3 separate regions of the Sus scrofa genome follow, and all the other regions are linked to region 1. Evidence: chromatin contacts called from public Hi-C data. All regions are on one chromosome and are shown on one strand. The core of a region is the stretch at or near the end of the contact, and the rest is flanking DNA. Distances in the headings are between cores, read along the strand shown. Region 1 holds the start of SLCO3A1 (solute carrier organic anion transporter family member 3A1). Region 2 overlaps SLCO3A1 (solute carrier organic anion transporter family member 3A1). Region 3 has its middle 150 kb from the start of SLCO3A1.

Region 1 (2,517 bases), core at 8-2,507:
CTATCGGTCCTACTGGTCGTGCCTTGTGGCCCAAACTCCTGGTAATGATTAGAAAGAGCAGCTGCTGCCTGGGCGGGTCGTCGAGGCCATGGGGGGGGGCCTGCCAGGCGCCGGATGAGGGGAGGCAGGCGGTGGCGTGGGGGCTACAGCCGATCTAGGGCCATTGCAGGCCAAAAAAAAAAAAAAAAAAAAAAAAAAAAAAAAAAAAAAAAAAAAAAAAAAATCGGCCAAGGAAGGTGGCCTGAACCACAAAGATAGGGAAGGGGTGGGGACAAAGGCAGGCCTGTGGCTTATCACCTCTGCCTGGCTCCAGCATCGCTGCTCCATCATTCTTGAGGATGGGCTCCAGGCGCTCCGCTGGGGTCACTGCGACCCTGCAGCCACCTAAACACTGGCTGGAGGCCACAGATAGTCTGAGAGGCTCCCGAAGGATTAACGGAACTTCCCTTTTGCTGTGGTTTGGTTCTTTTCTCTCCTTTGGGTCTCCGGCTCATGAGGTACACCCAGTGGCCCAGGAGAGCAGAAGCAGAGACCGGTAGGCCGCAGATGCCTCAACAGCTCTGACCTCTGTCACCTCCCCAAGCCCCAAAGTGCAACATGTGTGTGTCCCCGAAATACCCGGGCGGAGGTGAAGGATGCGCCCCAACCTTTTCTTGGGTACTCGATCTTATCTTTCTTCCTAGAAACCACCCCTCTTCTCCGGTCTAGAGTCCTGTTGCCCGAACTCTACGTCCCCGCCCTAGGGGGGCGCCTCCGCACCCCGTCTCGGCGCCCTGAGTTCCTCCTGCAGTACCATCCGGTGTCTACGGCGGCGCCCCGGGCCCCGCAGCGCCATCTGGGGGTCGGGCATTGCCTTCCTCCCGCTGGGGCACCTCCTCCCTTACTCCACAAGGACTCCCCCTCTCCCACGTCCTTTGGGCACCGGGACCCTCCCAACCTCGGCCGCGCGGCCGCGCTTGGCGCCCCGGTCCGGTACTCTCACACCTCCCCGAGGACGCACAGGCAGCAGGGAGCTGCGCGGCGGAGGCGTAGAGCGGCGATCGAGGCCCGGGCCTCGCGGCAGAAGCAGGGGAAGCGAGGGCAGGCGCGGCCCGCCGGCGACGGGAAGCAGGCGATGGCAGTGGCGGGCGTCCGCGGGCGGCGAGGCGGCGGCGGCGGGCGGCGCGAGGAGCCCCTGTGATTGGCACAGCCTGAGTCGGAGGAGGAGGCGGGGGGGAGGGCGGAGGAGGAGGAAGGGGGCGAGCGCGGCAGCGGCGGCGACGGCGGCGGCGGCTGCGGCTGCGAGGAGCCTTGCCTTCCACCTTTCCAGCCCCGGCAGGACGGGGGCGGTTGCCGCGGGCCCGGGGCGGAGACAGCACGCAGCCTCGCCGCGCGCACCCCCGCCCGGCAGCGGCCCCGACTCCCGGGGCGAGCGGGAAAGCGGCGGCGGCGGTAGCGGCAGCGGCGGCCGGGGGAAGGATGCAGGGGAAGAAGCCGGGCGGCTCGTCGGGCGGCGGCCGGAGCGGCGAGCTGCAAGGGGACGAGGCGCAGAGGAACAAGAAGAAGAAAAAGAAGGTGTCCTGCTTCTCCAACATCAAGATCTTCCTGGTGTCCGAGTGCGCCCTGATGCTAGCGCAGGGCACGGTGGGCGCCTACCTGGTGAGTCCCCGTGCCAACTCCGCCGTGGGGCCCCTTCCCCAGCCCAGCTCCCGGGTGTTCGGCTGATGCGAGGAGGGGCAGCCCGGGCGCCGGGGGCAGGCGGGCATGACCTCCGCCCGGTGTGGAGGTTGGCGAGTGGTGCAGAGGCGGCCGCCGGGGGAGCTGCCGGCTCCGGCTGCTGAGCGAACGGGGAGCCGGCGGGACCGGGGATGCCGGCAGCTGCTCGCGCGGCTGGCGGAGGCTGGGGAGGGGGGGACCGGGCAGGAGAGGCGGCGGGCAGGTGGGTGTGAAGCCGTTCTTCTCCCTTCTTGAAAGCACAGCCAGAGGGTGAGTTCAGGAGCTCTCCTGGAGAGGAAGGCTTCGCGGTTTTCAGGTGACCTGTACGTAGAAAGAAAAGCCCCTTAGCATCCTGCGTCCTCTACTCTCCGTTCCATCCGCCTGGCGAACAAATCCATTATGCATCATTTTCTCCAGGCGCTCTCCATTCGCCAATTACGGAGGGATTTAACAGTTTAGAGTAAAATGCGTCCGAATGTGGCCCCGATCCGAGCCGGAGCTGCGGCGGGGGCGGGGGGAATATTCCCACTCCATTTCTTAATAGCCATCTCTCAGCGTCTGGGATGAAGTTATAGTACCTTGAGAGCAACTGAGTTTGTGTAGTTTTTGCTACCCATTCCTGGACCTAAATTACCCCTACCCCAACTGGTTCACAAGGGGGTATTGTATTATTGTGCACAATATACACTGCTTTCATTTGCCTTCCGAAAGGGGGATATTAATGCTGAAATAGCCAGGGGTGCATTTCAGAGGAAACAGCTTGTAATGACTCAGCACTGTCAAATACCTACTTTACCGATGCCTCCTGCCCCGCGCAGGTGT
Region 2 (2,517 bases), core at 14-2,513, 230 kb after region 1:
TCCTTCTGTAGTGGCTCTGCACCCAAGCTGACTCTGGAGGACTCCAGGCCGGGCCATCTCTCCACTGCCCCCTGCTGGAGGCAAAGGGCAGGAACAACAGGAAGCCAGGAACCCTGCTGCCCTTCGAGCTCAGAGGATCTCTAGAGAGAACTTCTGGGAAGACCCTACTTAGCTTGCAAACAGGATGTGGGCCCTTCAGGAAGAAGCAGTCTCTTGTTTATTAGAGTGGGTTTCCTGCTTGTGTGGCTCGTGGCTTCCTGGCCCTTGCTCTGCCCGCAGCCTTTTCTCATTTCATCAGCCAGTGTGGTCTCAGCATGCTTGGACCCACAGCTTTCCCGGGGCTTTCACGGGGGATGAGGAAGGGCAGGCCGATCTCACTTGCTTTGAAGAGAGCCAGCCAGCTCCAGCCCTGCTCCTCGGTACCTGCCGCAAAGAAAGCGATGTGCTGGTAGTTCCAGCTGTGACACTTCAGCCCCACGGGGCTCTGTATGAGGAGTCATGGCCTGGCTCCTCCTGATAGTGGGCGTCACATCCAGAGGCCCAGCAGCTGGCCAGACAAAGAGACATGTGCCCTCACCCTGGCGAGGCCCTGCTGGGCAGGAGGGTGGGGAGAGAAGCTTCTCTTAGCTGGACTGAGAAACAAGACCAGCAACAACTGTAGCTTTGACCAATTACTGACTCTTGCCGAGCATTCTAAGAATCCTGGCCTTGTAGATGCTTTCATTAGATACATGGTTCTCCAGGGTGCCAGGGCTCCCCGCCTCTCCTGGGACTGGGTGGTCATCAGTTCATGGTTCAACAGACAAACATGGAGTCCCTTGTCCAGGCAAAGGACTGCATCCCCCTCTATGGAAAATAGGATTTTTTTTTTCCTTAAAAAAAAAAAAATCTCTGCCTTCCATGAGTCTACAGTTATTACAGCACGCCTACTCCATGAAACTTTATTTTTGCATCCAGGAAGACAGTAAGCAGAACTATAGGAAAAGTCTCAGACTAGGTACCATGGCAGAAGAGAGAAGAAGGAAGAAGAAAGAAAATCTCGGAAGGCTCCTTGGAGGAGGTGGTATTCAAGGCAGGCTTTAAGTGGAGGGGAGAGCTTTGATGCACTGACCAGGGCCTGGAGGAAAGCGAGAAGCTGGGTTGAAAACCAGCAGGGAAGCCTGGAACACAGGCAGCACCGAGGTCGGGTATGCCAGGCAGGGTTCTGGAGCGGAGCGCACAGTTGTGGTGGCATGCAGGGCTGCTTTGGCTGGCTGCACAAGAGCAACTTGGGTTCTGCCACTATGCACGGTGACCAGGTCTGGCCACATGCCTCCACCTCGCAGAGCTGACATCAGATGGCTCTGACATCCTTCCCTTTTCCCACATGCCTAGATGCATTTTGGGTCCCAGCTGATTCCTTGGGCAAGGTCAGCAAGGGCAGGGCCAGTGCTTCTCAACTTGGCTGCACATAGAATCACCTGGAGAGCCTGGAAAAAAAATCCCCAGGCCTGGGCTGCACCCCAGACCCCCTACATCAGCTCTCAGGGGGCAGGGCCTGGGGGTTAGTATTAAGTTTCCCAGGTGATTCTAAAATGCACCCAACTTTGAGACCCAGTAACATAGCTGACCTTGGAGGCAACATGTATGATACTGGTGGGAGGGGCCCGTAAGCTCTGGCAGCCTTAGCAACATGAGTGTTTTATTTAGTTTTGTTTATAAACTTTGCCATGGGGACAATGCTATTACACCAATTGCGTGCACTGTCTGGCCCATTATCTGTGTTCAGCAAATGGTCACCCCTTCATCCTCTCCCCTCCGCCTCCCCCTCCCCCTCCTAGCTAAGCAAGGGCAGTTATGTAATGCTGTCAGGCTGTTGGCAGAGGCCACCGGATAAATAGGTATCGCATGTTTTGCAGGCTGCCTGCTGTTTATGCATCATGTTTTATTCATGTACGTATGATGCAGAATGTTCCTTCTTAGAGGAGAAATTTCAGCCTGCAGATTTCGAGATGGAAGAATACATTTAGATAAATTGAGGGCACGGAAGGCAAGTGAGAGAAGAGAAAAGCAATTCTCTGACTGAGGGCTTGGTGGGCAGTTGGACAAGGAAGTTCTGCAAACCTGAGCTCTCTCTCTCTTCTGAGCCGGCGCTGCCCTCTAGTGGGGAAGAGCCACAGTCGACCCCAGCTTCCTGCTTGCTGCCGACTTGAGGAGACCCTCCAGGGTCTAAATTGCTCTGAGACCAGCTAAGGAAGCAGGCACATGCCTGGGAAGACCAGCCCTGCAGGCCTCCTGTCTTGGACTCATCATCCCAAAGACACAAAGAAAATTCTAGAAAGCATGTATAGTCTAGGTACCAGAAGCTTTGCACGCACTACCTCTAAGTCTCACTGTCCTGCAAGGCGGATATTCTTGTTCCCAGACATGTCTGGCTGTTTCCAAAGGCTTCACCATGAGATCCTGTCTGATTTTTTTTTTTTTTTTTTTTTTTTTTTTGGTCTTTTAAGGGCCACACCCGTGACATATGAAGGTTCC
Region 3 (2,517 bases), core at 11-2,510, 150 kb before region 1:
TTTGGCTTGGACTTACATGGTACTTAGATGACCCTTAGATGAATATGCTCACCATCATATCTTTTATGTTCTTTTCTCTTTTTTTTTTTGTCATTTTGTTTTTTTTCTAGGGCCACTTCCTGAGCTATATGGAGGTTCCCAGGCTAGGGGTCCAATCTTAGCTGTAGCCAATAGCCTATACCACAGCCACAGCAACGCCAGATCTGAGCTGTGTCCGCAACTTACACCGCAGCTCACAGCAACACCGGATCCTTAACCCACTGAGCAAGGCCAGGGATCAAACCGGCAACCTCATGGTTCCTACTTGGATTCGTTAACCACTGCGCCACCACGAGAACTCCTCTTTTACATTCTTTCTTTAGACTAAGTTGAATTTGTCTTTAAAAAATACTATGCTGTGCAGCAGGAATTGACACAGTGCTGTAAATGAACTATAATAAAAATAAAATTTAAAAATGAAAAAATAAAAATACACAATAAGTATTAAAAAAATTTAAATATAAGTAAAATGGAAAAGCATTTTAAGAAAATTGCTTTGGTCCTAGTCTTAGTCTATTCCTGTTTCTACTTTTAAAATTCAAAGAGAAAGTATCTGAGGAATAATTAAATTGTATCTGGTGGGCTATTTCCCCCAAATCCTCCCCCCCACCCTATGGGAGAGGAGATGGAATTGGGGGATTTGAAGCAGCCCTAAGAATATAATACTGTGCTACTGAGCTACAAAAATCCTGCCTGATTTGTAAATTTGTGTTTCCATAGCAACGCAAGTGTGTAGTTAAATAATCCTCACTGGTCTATGACTGAATTCCAGCAACTCTTCCTAAGCCTTCATCCTATTCTAATCCCACAGCTGTTGCCATGGAAATGATCAGATAAGATTCAGTCCTGGAGGCAGATGGACTGGTGGTGGAAGCTACGTCCTGGCCTACATTTACAGCTTCCTGCAATATTAGGTTTTGTTTTGCTTTCCCTGACACCGCCCCCCCACCCCCAATCTTTGAATCACAGAAAGCAGCTGCCTCCAATGAGAGGTTAATGTAGCACAATGTCAGGAAAGTCATTCGTGGGGTCTGGGCATCCGGAGCAAATGAGAAAGAGATGATTCCAAAGTATTGCTGAGGGATGGAGAAATTGGGAATGCTTTTTTTTTGGACTCATCTTTGGAAACTTGCTCTAAGAGATCATCATGCCAGTGGTTTTCTTGTGGGAGTCTGCATCCCAGAAGTGATTTCCCTAGGCTGTGTCCCCACCCCAGAAGGATAGTGAGTCACACCAGGCTGCTCCCTGGGCTTTGCCAGTGCTGGAGAGGCCAGTTCATTCTTCATTGTTCATGAGCTGCTTCATTTTTCACAGCTGATGGGAGTTAACAGTGTGCCTCCAGGTTCACTCTGGTTGTGTCGGCAATGTCCTTAGAATTTTGTGGCTCCTCCAACAATCTCCTTTTATTGTGCATATTCTTGCAGACTCTTTGGGAAGATCTAAAATTTAAATAATTGTTTCTAGGCACTATCCTGATGAAGTTATGTTTTGTTTAAAATAGAAAGAAGTAGCGCCTTGCCCCTTTATTTTGAACAGTATGATTTCATATGTCTGTCTTTGCCAGATACTTCACTTAGGGGGCTTAAGTTAGCCCCCAAAGCAATCTGTGTCTTTCATGGAGACAGATTCCCTGTAACCTGTGAGCCGTGATATGTCCTATGAGAACAGGACAAACCTTAGAGCAAAATGCACTGAATCCTTGAAGTGGAAGGGATCCTACAGGGTCTCAGGCAATTCAATTACCAGGAGCAGTTTTCAGATGAAGAACCTGAGGCCGAAGTGGCAAATGCCTCACATCTTAGGGCTCATGCATTTGTCTCTGGAATCCTTCCCACACTGTCACCGGTTTAACAAAGGATTCCAGAGTTCTATCTAGCTTTACTTTCATTCTCCTTACCCCAGGCAGCTCCAACTGAATTCTTATACTGTAGTTATTGCTTACTCCCTTTTAGAAGTTTTACTCATAAATGCTATACATTATTTTATAAATTTTCACTCACTATAATCAGTGAAATAAACGCCTGTTGAGTTAATATATGTATCACATGATTGGAAGCAGTGCAGAGTGTTTGGAATAGGAAGACATTATCAAACTGTTAATATTTATCTTATTCTACATGACTCCTTTCACCATCATTACAAAGTGAGGGAGTGACAGCTTTTAGAACCTGCTTAGTGCTTTCTGGACAAGTTATCTATTTTAGGAGGTAAAGGATATGCTTTTCAGTGACACGAGGTATAATTTCATTCTTGCTCTTCTTCTCTCAACTTTCATAATTGTAAGTGATGCTGAAGAGAGACAAGAGCTGAATCATTTCTTACACAGAAAAAGTGAAAAATTCAGACTGAAAGCTTGCATTCTCAAGCAGGCCTCTGGGATTCTCACCAGAGCTAGAAAGTTGCATTCTCTTTCACTGGGCAAAAATGTTGCTGCCTCACCTACCATTCATGCCTAAATAGAGCATCAGCCAAGGCATA

The links. Hi-C and Micro-C count contacts between places; a contact is called where the count stands out from the background.
Region 2: a contact with region 1 is called in a Hi-C map of retroperitoneal adipose tissue, with 2.5 times the contacts expected there. The contact joins the enhancer-like site here to the promoter of SLCO3A1 in region 1. A contact is called at or near these places in 3 of 5 promoter capture datasets (fetal liver, fetal skeletal muscle and liver), 20 of 47 Hi-C or Micro-C datasets (alveolar macrophages, brain, embryonic fibroblasts and 11 more) and 1 of 2 datasets of contacts at active chromatin or transcription factors (skeletal muscle).
Region 3: a contact with region 1 is called in a Hi-C map of embryonic fibroblasts, with 2.0 times the contacts expected there. The contact joins the enhancer-like site here to the promoter of SLCO3A1 in region 1. A contact is called at or near these places in 2 of 5 promoter capture datasets (fetal liver and liver), 5 of 47 Hi-C or Micro-C datasets (embryonic fibroblasts, fetal heart ventricle and mesenchymal stem cells) and 1 of 2 datasets of contacts at active chromatin or transcription factors (skeletal muscle).

The regions. Positions count from the first base shown.
Region 1 is chr7:87,102,051-87,104,567 of Sscrofa11.1, reverse strand. It overlaps SLCO3A1 (solute carrier organic anion transporter family member 3A1), which reads left to right and starts at 1,257. Exons shown (of 10, transcript XM_021099372.1): 1 at 1,257-1,638. The coding sequence starts at 1,459.
Region 2 is chr7:86,868,192-86,870,708 of Sscrofa11.1, reverse strand. The region is part of intron 2 of SLCO3A1 (solute carrier organic anion transporter family member 3A1); the gene reads left to right. Among named protein-coding and RNA genes, the nearest start is that of SLCO3A1, 230 kb to the left of the region's middle. Within about 2 kb of position 1,263, at least 25 of the 83 cell types and tissues checked have an H3K27ac peak or open chromatin away from gene starts, as enhancers often do. A contact at or near this core is called in mesenteric adipose tissue, omental adipose tissue, retroperitoneal adipose tissue and 1 more, where this site is marked.
Region 3 is chr7:87,250,699-87,253,215 of Sscrofa11.1, reverse strand. No RefSeq gene overlaps it. Among named protein-coding and RNA genes, the nearest start is that of SLCO3A1, 150 kb to the right of the region's middle. Within about 2 kb of position 1,260, at least 12 of the 83 cell types and tissues checked have an H3K27ac peak or open chromatin away from gene starts, as enhancers often do. A contact at or near this core is called in embryonic fibroblasts, where this site is marked.